Regions from separate parts of the Columba livia genome. Here region 2 is linked to region 1. Evidence: chromatin contacts called from public Hi-C data. All regions are on one chromosome and are shown on one strand. Each heading gives the region's core, a stretch centred on a gene start, on an enhancer-like site or on the middle of the called end of the contact. The rest is flanking DNA. Distances are from core to core; before and after follow the strand shown.

Region 1 (5,563 bases), core at 2,962-5,461:
GAATGTCTCCAGTAGACAGCAACGTTTCACCTACCAAAGTAAATCACACAGAGGCCACCAAAACAGACATGACCACTGATGCATATTTAGTCCACTGTGACAAGTCAATATTAAGTGAGAAAATGTTGCACAGGCATGCTGCAATAAAACATAGCGGCTGTCACACGTAGTAACAGGTCACCATCTCGGTACCAAATAGTACTTTATCCTTACATAATACACTTTTATTGGTGACTACATCAGATATATTATATCCACCTCTTCAGAGTTTAGCAGTGGTGCAGGCAGGGGATTTTTATTATCCTGCAGCCACAAGGAACCACCCTGTGCCATGGAATTAGACGCTGGTACCATTTCAATCTCAGCCTACTTGTCTCCTGTTCCTGCTGTGGAGAAATCTCTATAAACCCAAAGTGTAACCAAAAGCCTTATTTGAGGTGAGACTAGCTAGTATATTACATACCTTGTTCACTATGCGTAGACAGAGCCTTAGCTCCATTTAGGAAGGAAGAGTAACAGTCTTTCTTTCACTCAAGCGCAGGAGCATCCAGAAATGCCAAGTGGCAGCTCTCCTGCCAGTTTTCCCTTAGTCCATAAGCCATATTCTACTTCTGTAGAAATGTCACCACCATTTTTTAGCCTATGCTGACCATGACCACCTTGTCACTGCTAATGCCCTGACAGAGTGTTTAGTGTGTGAACACAGACCCTTCCTCAGCAGAGATCCATCTGAATGAGCTGCCTGAAGATCTGTCAGCCTCTCCTGGAGGAAAGGGAGGAGGCAAAAATCACTGCAGATAGCTTTCCTATCAGTTTGCAATTAACAACACCAGCAGCAATGTCGCCAAAGATTAAAAAGAAATTTTAAGCTGGAAGTTGGGAGAGGTTTCCTGATGGGAAAACTTACTGGGCTTGGGCACTCCCAAAGGAAGGGCTGGAAGTCTTAACATGTGGGAAACTGGAAACTCATCTAGATGAAGCTATCAGACTTCACATGTAAGAAAGATGTGTGATCACATAACCTCTTGAGGAATGAAGCTAAAGACAGTGCTACTGAAAGCAAGGTACCTAAATCCAAGACTAGAGGTCTGAGATAAGCAGGTAGCTAAACCTGAGCAAGACCCTGTTCCCTGTGGGAAAAGCTTCACCCCTCATGGATAGTGGAGTTGCTCATCGCAAAGGTGTTGCTTCTTTGTGCAAGAGATAGGGTTTCCCTGGGGGCTTGTCCAAGACTACAACAGGGTCTCGAGCCCTATGAAATTCCTCCAAACTCTACCACTTTCAGTTCTATCCCATCATACACAAGCTAATTATTATTTCAAATCCCGTTTCAGCTGACTCCCATGAAAAGGGATAAAATAATGAAGACTGGCCTGGCAGCCCCAAGCCTCGCAGTGCAGCACCACAGATACGGGCACACTTTAGGGACCCAAGGGCAGCAAACAAAAGCCAATTCACCTGTCCCCTGATTTGTTCCACAGCTGAAAGAAACACACACCCCAGAGGAGCACTGACCCAGATGAGGTTCTGCAAAGGTGCCTCAGTTCCCACTCTGCTTATGTGAACACATAATAGAACGGCATATACATGAACAGGAGCCGCAACTTCCCAGGCTCTAGCTGGGCCAAGCACAAGGTAAGCTATACCTTCACCATGGAGGAACTACGTTGTTTTAACAGTGGCAGATAGCAAACCTACCCTAAACAGATGCCCACCTGGCACATTTTCTGCTTTTGCTGACTAAAGACTACCATGGCTCCTCCTCTTTCACCACAACCCTAACTCACATGGGGAGTATTCTCTGCTTCTCCAGCTATTTCCAAGTCCTTACAGCACACAAGGTTGCCATGGCAATTATTGCAGCATGACATAAAAAACTTATATTAACTAGCAATCAGGAAAGAAGATGGAGGAGGAGGAAAATCAAGAGAGAGCAAGCACTTACTATACCTGCCAGAGCTGAAGAAACTAGGAAAGAAATTCAATTGGTACAACTCACATTTTCAGGAACATCTATAATAAATGCATCTAACACAGCAGTACACAGACTACATTTCTATATGGACTGCGGTATATGAGGGAGTGTCTGAGGCATCAGTCAACCACTGTGCTTGATAAAAAAGATGCGGCTCACAGTTGAGCTACCGTCAGGGGTAAAAGGAGAAAAGGAAATCCCATCTTCTGCACATGCTTCAGATGCAGACCAGGAGCTGAATCTCAAGATCTTATCTGCAGTAAGCTGAACAATAGCTCAACCTGGGTGGACTTGCACCTTTTATTTCGGGGGCTGGACTATGCAAGCAACTTCAGCTAGGCAGTGCATGTAGGCAGAAAAGAATTGTGCTTGCTTGACTAAAATAGCTAGACTGTGCTGACAAAAGAAGTTGCAAAGTTTTGGGAAGACATGCAGCTACATTGGCTACCCTGTGCTAGCAAACGGTGTCAATACAGCCTCTGTAGCATAGACACAGCCCCTGCAAAGGAGCAGAAAACACTTAAATTGCACAATAACATTGCCCAAATGGGAGGTATGATGCAGACCTCTTGGCAGCTTGGACTGATGTTCACTTCTTTATCTTACACATTTCTGTGTGTACACAGAAACACACACAACATCAAAGGTGCAACTGAGACCCCATTAATCACTCCCTAGAGTTGGAAGAGACCTGCAGGTGGACCTCTAATCTACTATCCACTGCTTCTCAGCAGCCTTTCTCATGTCTTTCTCTGCAAGGTAAGTCCTCTGCAGGGCCAGGGGTGATTCAAAACGTTGAGGTTGTTTTGTTCGTTCGTTTGCTTGGTTTTGAGGGAAGGGGGAGAGGGGAAGTAGGCTTCGAGGAGAAGGGCAAGAATTTGTTGAATTGAGCCAAAGGGAGGAGGAAAGAAGAAATAAAGGAATAAACGAGTGACAGAGACACTCCAAGCAAACACTGTGTTTAGGAAGGTCAAAGATCTAGGCAAAAGGCAACTTCCCTTCAGCACACATCAACTGCCGGAGCTAAAGGCTAGGTTCTGAGCTAAGTTCTTCCAGCTATTTGCTCAAGATTTCAGCTGTGGTAGAGTTCTCAAACATGCATTTTATCTCATACCTTTAGAGTAATTGAAGCAGAGCAACAATAAAAATTATACAGAAAGAGTCAGAAGACTGCAGGAGGGCAGAGGGAACCCGATGAAGGATGGGATCAAAGACAAGTGGAGAACAAAAGATGCTGGTTCCTTTTAACCTTACTCTACGGAGGACAAATCCCTTCCCATCTACATTGATTTTGGCTACTACAATCGCTCTGTCTTTCACCTTAAAAAGCCTGCAGGCAATATGACCAAATAACTTTCTTTTTCTCACTCTTGTTTCACTCGGGTTTGGCTTAGGGCTTTGTTGATAACAGAGACTGCTGTAGCATTTACCCAGCTGGGTTTGTCAGACTCTCATTGCTTAGCTGCTTTTATTCTCTCAAGATCAGGCTCTGAAAATGTAGTTCTAATAACTCCTTTTTTATTGCTGCTCTTTATGTAAACAGGTACAGTCTCTTCTCACTGTTTATTCATCATGTGCTGACTCCAGACACGAAGACTGATCAGATAATATAACTGACTGCTCTGCAAGACAGTAAAGATCTAAAAGGTTACTTAAAGCAGATCAGGCATTGTACAATTCATTGCCTCAAGGATGCAGCTAATATGATTAACTCATTTACATATCATCTGTTTGCACAGTGATCCAAGAGCCCAGGTCTATTAGTGACAGGCTCCTATGTTTATTTCCCTAGCTAACATCAAGCACGTATATACTTCATAACACACAGCCCATGAGATCAGATGGGCAAATGTTTTGTGTATTAGCCCCAGTAATGACACATGAATTATGCTCTTGGTGACATTTCACTCCACATGCGCCCAGACACAGTGAGACCGGATCTCAGTAGACTGCAGGAAAGCCAGTAGGATGAGAACCCAGTTTTGTCTTCCATCGCCCTGTTACGTCAAGATGCTGCTGGCAGCACAAACAACTGAATACTTATTCTCATCATCAGTCTTGTCTCCAAGACACACAGGAAGCAAACTTTGGAGCAGCTAGATGTCATGCTACCAGTGGCAATTTTTAAAGTAAAATTGAGCGCTACGTCAAATGCTTTTCTGGCACCTGACACCTATACACTTGGAGAAGCCTGGTACTGCAGATAGCTCAGTGCTAAACTGGAAGCATGTGTCAAGTGTCCAATGAGGGCACATACACCCCCACAATGAGCTTTTCATTTGAACACCAGGTAACTGGTTTCCATCCAGCTCTCCAAAGAAATATTAAGTCTGATTTGACTCACTAGACTGTGACATTAGCACAGAACTAGTCTCACATTTGGTGTTAGTTAATTTACCAGCTTTTGCTCATCAGCTGGGATTGGGACACGTGGGTCTCATATAAAGCAGTCTGAAAGCAGGAACTCATTAAGTTCATGCTTCACTAAGAAGTCTGAATGCACTGATTCATCCCTCCTTCCTTCCCCCTAATCCTGCAACTACCAGCTTGTGCTGAAGTTCTTCAATTATGTTTATCAAGCTAATTCTTCTCCCTCTTTACTTCCAAGGAGCCAAGCATCTGGTCTGACAAAGAAGTTGAGTTGTACCTTTCGTAGTTTCCCGTAGTCGATGAGCTCTGGACGGTGTCTATGAATTAAGGCGCAGAAACCAAGGCCATCCTTCCAACTACAAGAGAGACAGAAGAGAGCACAATGAACAATGCTCAGCCAGAGAGAGATACTGTGACAGGCATGAGCACGAGGGAAGGCACCAAGGCAGCAGGATGACTAAGTCTGGTTCAGTTTCTAGCTAACAGTGCTTCTCTAAGTGCTGGGAAGAAGGCATGTCTTGTACCTGCATGATACTGCAATAAAGATGCCTTTCAAATCCTACAAAAATTCACTGTGATTAGGACTTGCCTTTGCATTGCCACCTCCTTTTTGCCAGTTCTTTGTGCTGAACTCTGTGCATGTCCTGCAAGGACAGGTATAGAGCTCAGGCTTGAAAAAGGTGTAGATAAAAGCCCTAAAGGAGGAACAAGTGTATTCCTTAGGGAAAAGGCCGATGTTCATAGCTAGCTCCACTACAGTACTGGCTAGCGTGGATGGTACTTAAGCTCTAAAGAAGTGCGTTAGATTCATGTGGTTCATACAGCTCTCCAAGATGTGCTGGAAAAAGCACTATCATGCAGAATCTTCACTGGAACATCTGCCAATTTGGAACTGTTAAGAGCAGAGCTAGAAAACCTCTCATTCCTATACAGCTCTGCCATACTACAAAGTTTCTGGTGCAGCCCTTAATTCATGGCCTCTAAAGTGTTCTGAGTTTTCACAGAGGAAAAGCTGTCTTGCTTAGCCCATGGTACATATAACTTAATGTTCTGAAGAACTTTACGAAAGCAGCAATTGTAACCAGAATGAGGAACTGGGATATAGGTACTTAGATCCTCTAATAACCTCTGCCTCTAGGTGCCTGTCTGGACTATGCTGTTACTGCGCAACATGCATCTGCGTTGTCTTGGTAGGTCTGTCATGAGCATTGTTGAATA
Region 2 (5,694 bases), core at 2,492-4,991, 57 kb after region 1:
CTTCTATATGCTGCAACTGAACACTGCTCCCTACTCATATTGTCAAGGTGGCAGCTGTTAGGTCAGAAAGCAACTTGGCCTTTAAAGTTTAATTTCCCAGCTCTACAGTTTGGACAAGTTGCTTCAGGACAGATTTTAAAATAAACCCTGGATGAGATGCACCTTGAGCATGAAATGAGAGTGGCCAACAGCAGTGCCTGCTGCACACAGGGCCTGTGGGCTGGCCCCTACCAGCAACCCAAAGCAGTGCCAGCTTCACCTCAATATCATTCCTGACCCCACTGGGACAATTGCCTGCATGGCAATTGCAGGAGGTTGTCCTTCTCACCACTACCCTTTGCCTCACCTTTGACCACAAGCCAGGCATGCTGAGCACCATGTATCTCACCCAGTCCCTCAAGGCCAAATCCAGTGCCTTGGCCAAAAAGTCCCAGGCGACTCAGGAAAAGTTTGAACACTACAGCTAGCCATTCGCCATCAAGAGGGAGAAATGTCCTTGTGGGCACAAGTGACAATCTCTTGGCCAGTAAACATCCAAATATGTACTTTTTACATGGTATCTCCACAGTTAGGTGAGACCATTGCAACATCTTCCAGCAAGTTTTGCTTTGGAACACTGGGAAACAGCAGGATCAACCTTGTTATGCCTTGGCTAAGGCATATGCTATGCCTTGAGGCCCGACTCCAGACAGGAAAGAAGAGAGAAGAAAGAAAATGCTATTAGAAGAAACTACTGAGAGGAGTTCAACAGTGCAAAAGGGAAAGTATTTTAATCCCCAGAAGAGACCCCCTGCTCCTGCACAAAAGGCTGAGCAGAGGCTTATACCAAGTGAGAAGCAACTGAATTTGTTCTGCACATTGTATTTGTTGTCACTTACAAGCAGCAATGCTGTGACAAGCTCTTTAAAACCTCTTAGAATCTGTTCTGATAGACATGAAAAACAGGCTTTGCGTGAAAAGCTGCTACTTTATCCCTACACTGTAAAACAGTAACTTCCTAGGCAGAGGCAGGTGGGAAGAGGTGTGAGACCAGTGTCCTTTCCCTGTATCATGTTCAAGAGGCCAAACTTCACCCTCTAAATATGAAATTCACCCTGCAGCTCATCTCTTTACCCATCTCAAAGCAGCTCATGAGATCGTACTCAAGCACCAAACCAGACAGTAACAGCTGCTGTATCTGTCTCTCAGTGTAGGTAGAAAACGTGCAAACCATCTCCCGAAAACTCAGCAAACTTGTTCTCCTTACAGCTCACCTGCTGAGGTCATTACTAAAAATCGGATCTTCCCACTTCAGAGGCCTGCCATGAGCTCTGCTGAGCCCATGCAGCTGGGAGACAGGAAGCTGGATTCAATTCATCTGTGAGCAACATCTCTAGACTGTTTGCTTCCCAAGTCTCAATTTGTCCCAGCTGTGCAATGCCACGCAGGACAGCACTGTGACACAGCTATCCCCAGCCCACAGGGCCTTGCTGAGCCAGGACATGAGGGGCCGGGTTGGAAACAGTCAGCAAGACATGGCCATTTCTCACACAGGCATTTGCTCCCTGGGTTACCGGCCATGCCACCACTTTAGACATGCTGTGCACTGGCAGGTAGACAAAAAAGTGACTCCACCACCAGAGAAGGACACCAGAGAATGCCCTCCCATTCAGCAAGCTGGAGAGTGAAACCCAGCACATCAAATTCAACTGGTAGCAGCTGACCATCAAAAGAAATTGGCTTAGATTATTTTGAAACAGATGCGTTAATTCCTTAAAACTCCCGGTTCGCTTCCCCCCTCCTCTGCACAAACAACCCAAGTTAACAGAGTAGCTCTCTGTCCCCCTCTTGTGATTAGGACCAAGAGGACTTAAAATCTCCTTGGAAGGAGGTAATATTAAAAAAGCATGGTCTTTAGGGCACAATACCACAGCCTTGGTTTTGGGACTTCATTTTAAGCCAAAGATTCAACTTCTGCTTCTGACAACCGAGTCAGTGTCCCACTACATATACAATATTTCCCCTCACTCCACACCACAAAAGGCAAAAAAACCCCACGGTATGACAATCATTTCCACTCACAGCCTGTGAGCAATACTGCCCATCTCACTCTGGGCCCCACTGACTGTTTCTAGATGTATTAGCCAGATATTGGAGTACGACTGGAGATACTGATCACAGCCAGGCATACCTTTTCAAAAAAGGAAGAATCTTCTCTCCTCAAAGGAGTAGAGCCTGGTCTTCAGATAAGCCATCCAGCACTCACACCCCAAACCAAGATTACATTCCACTCTTTCTCCTTTGTTGAAAAGTAAGTTCACCTGCCATCAACTCTTTCTCCATTAAATGCCGTTGTTTGTGTGCTTTAATTCCCATGCTGTCTACTCTCACCACCCAAGTCCCTCCAAGCAAGGAAACTGAGGGAACTGTTGACAGCAGCTCCATAGCTATCACCTTCAATTAACTCATCAGACTCCAGGGGAAAGACTTGGCACCATCTCAGGCAGAACCTGAAAACCCTTCATCTGAAAGCCAAGGGGCTAAAGAGGAAGAGTCTTCTCACTGGTGCGCCCTCCTTCCCAGTTGCTTCCAGCTCCCTACAGGAAGCCCCGCACCTCGAGCTACTTTATGTATATTAATATATCATCTATGCATAAAGCAGCAATATCCACCCCTCTAGCACGGAAGGTTTGTGGATTCTCCTGGCTGCTCTCAGCTCAGGCAGAGCAAGGCACGATCCAACACGCGAGCCCAGAGAACACAAGCGACTGGCTGGGAAAAGCGGCGGGAGCCTGCTGCACGCCGAGGTGCCCCTGCCATGTTAGCATGAGGAGTGGTTCAAATTCTGCTTTATTGTTGCCCGATGAAGTGACTAAAACGGAAATGTTTCGGGGATTAAGATTCCAGAGTGATCTAATACAGGACGCTTTTAGTTTAAAGGAGGAGGAAAAAAAATAAATATATAACTGAAGAGCGGCGAGGCTGGAGCTCCTCCTGAGCTCCCCTCCCCACCACCACCCTTTCGGTTTAAAAAAAAAGGCTGAATGTTACCATTTTTGGACATGAGCTCCGCTCAAGCCCTGCCCTAAACCACACCATTCAAACGAGAAGCCAGTTACCGTCCCGCCGCCGGGTCCGGGGCGCGGGCAGCGGGGCGGCCGGCGGGGGCTGCGGGGGGGGCCCGCCACAGCCCCCCGGGCTCCCCGCTCCACCCGGGCGCACCTGCGGGCCGAGTGCCGGTGACTGGGGGGACATCTGTTGCTGCGGGGAGACCCGCCGCGGCACCTCGCTCCCCGCCCCGCCATCACCTGCGCGCTCCACCCGCCCCCGCGGCCCCCGCCGGTTCGCCTCGCCTCGCCACGCCGCGCCAGCCAGGCGCGCACCGGCCCCGCTGCGGACGATGAGGGCGGCGGGGCCGAGCCTCGGCGGCCCCGTCGTGCGTGTGTGTGCGAGGGGAGAGCAAGGGGGTGCGCTCACCTTCCTCTGCTGCTTCTCCCAGGCCGGGTCGAGGAGCAGGTCCCGGTCCCAGTCCTCCTCCGGCTGCATGTAGTCGTTGGTCTGCTGGTCGTAGTGATCCATGGCTGCTGCGGTAGCCTGTGCCCGACCCTGTCCCGTCCGTCCCGGAGGGCTGCCCGCTGTCCCCGGCCCCGCGGCCGCTCAGCCCGAGCAGGCGGCGGCGCCCGCTTCAACGTCTCCGCCCGCTCCAACGTCTCCGCCTCGGTCGCGCTCAGCACCGCGGGGGCGGGACACACCGCCCCACCCCCGCCCGGGGGCCGCTCCCGCGCCTCTTATTGGCCGGGACTCGCGGCCGAGCTTGCAGCTCCCAGAGACAGCGTCTCGCTCATTGCACCCTCTGCGCGTCCGTCACGATACCTGGCCGCCGCGATAGGTGGGATGCGGCCGATTAGCCCCGCCCCCGGTCCCCCAGCACCGCCCGGCACCTCTCCCGCGGCGGCGGCTGAGGGTGGGCGAGCCGGGGTGCGGCGGGGCTGTAACCCGGCGGCGCCGTAACCCGGCGGGCCGGTGCGGTGCGGTGCGGTGCGGTGCGGTGCGGTGCGGTGCGGGGAAGCTCAGTGCCGCTTTCAGCTCATTTTCCTCTCAGCGGCTTGGCGGTAGGACGGAGTGTACCGGGAGCGGGCCCCTCACAGACCCGCCCTCGCGGGCTGGGCGGTGCGGATCAGGGCAGCGGTTTGTCTCAGGAGGGTGTTTCCGTGTGACACGGCTGGTGGCTCGTCCTCCCGGCCCCGCAGTGAGGGTGCTCGGCCGCAGCTCTGCTGTCCTGCCACCACCCCCCTCCAGATACGGCTTCCCCGTGGGTTCGCACAGGTGTGCCCACACCTAGGGTGCCAAAATATAGCAGTTTTGTCTTGCTGCTGACTGGTGAGCGCTGGTCACGGTCAGGATTGCCAGCACTGGCGGCCAAGGCTTCACACCCGCGGTCAACAGCTGCAGTCGTGTGGTGCCACAGCCACCCGGCGTGACCCCCGCACCCTGCTGCGCCAGCTCTCCTGACACACCTGCTGCTTGCGGCCCGCGAATGTCCTGTTTAACAAGAAAACGCTAAGTTAGAGTGCATTTGGTTCATCTAGCAGCTTCCCAGGAGAGAAATACAAACCACTAAGGAGTGCAATGGTACGCAAATGTTTGACCTGAGTTTCTGACAGTTAAACCAGCAGAGGGGGGAAAAAATGGCAATAGTGTTACTAGTCTCACTGAGAAGCAGGATGGTATCTCCCACAAAGGTGAGAGAGAGCCCAAAGAAATGCCGCTCCACAATACCATACAGGGCAGAGCAAACCTGTGTCCCAGTTCATCCAGATTCAGGGAAAACGGGGTTTGTGGTCCATGAATGTGAAGGAAGGGGATCCAGAGAATGGACAGGAGTGATACAGTGAAGCACCAGGATGAAGTGAGCAGAAATGGTCAACACTGTGCAGGATTTAACCTCGAATTACACTAGTGAGCTTCTCTTCCAGAAGAGAGGAATTTGTTTTCCGCTTCTTGCAAACACTGGAGGTGAAGTTGGATATATTCTTCTTGACATAAATGACAGCACAGAAGATAACTGACATGTTCTGTATGGTATTCCGTCTTCATGTGTCATGTGATGCTCCTTGTGTACGCTTTCAGACATCATAAACACAAATATAATGATCAAAGCCGCTCTGCACTGTTCAGAGACTGTGGTATTTATACTACCATGAGTTGCTCAGGGTAAAAAGATTCTTTAAACATGTAGCAGCAGTTATAACCCTGACCTTCAAAAGCAATGCAAGAGGTTTCCCTTTCAAGAACATTTGGGAAATGGGGCCACTTGGAGAATCCTGGCTCAGGAAACCCAGATCTGAGGAATCCAGGTCTACCAGGCACTTCGGAAAACCTGGATGCGCTTCATGATGAAAAGTGTTGGGGAATGCAAAATAGTGTTATCACTCTGGAGACATGGCAATGGACGTGAAAGAAACTTGACTGTTTGGCACTGCAGAGAGGTACAGACAATGGTGGTTGGGTTTTTGAGAAGCAGAGTGGAGTTATTTACATTGGGGAAATATGTAAATCATTAGCATTTGAAGAAAAAAGCCAATTTTTATTTCTTATAACAATTTTATGAACACCCAGCAACAGAAATTATGAACCAACAGCCTGATCACACTATAGTTTAGAGACAACATGCCTGAAGGTTTTCATACCTTCTAGTTTTTCTTACTTTTTCTT

Evidence for each region. Hi-C and Micro-C count contacts between places; a contact is called where the count stands out from the background.
Region 2: a contact with region 1 is called in a Hi-C map of crop, with 2.4 times the contacts expected there. The contact joins the promoter of ACTN1 here to the enhancer-like site in region 1. A contact is called at or near these places in 2 of 2 Hi-C or Micro-C datasets (crop and liver).

What each region holds. Positions count from the first base shown.
Region 1 is chr5:37,000,175-37,005,737 of bColLiv1.pat.W.v2, forward strand. It overlaps ACTN1 (actinin alpha 1), which reads right to left. Exons shown (of 21, transcript XM_065064368.1): 6 at 4,623-4,701. Among named protein-coding and RNA genes, the nearest start is that of ACTN1, 59 kb to the right of the region's middle. Within about 2 kb of position 4,212, at least 1 of the 3 cell types and tissues checked has an H3K27ac peak away from gene starts, as active enhancers do.
Region 2 is chr5:37,058,117-37,063,810 of bColLiv1.pat.W.v2, forward strand. ACTN1 (actinin alpha 1) reads right to left here and starts at 3,742. Exons shown (of 21, transcript XM_065064368.1): 1 at 3,457-3,742. The coding sequence starts at 3,558.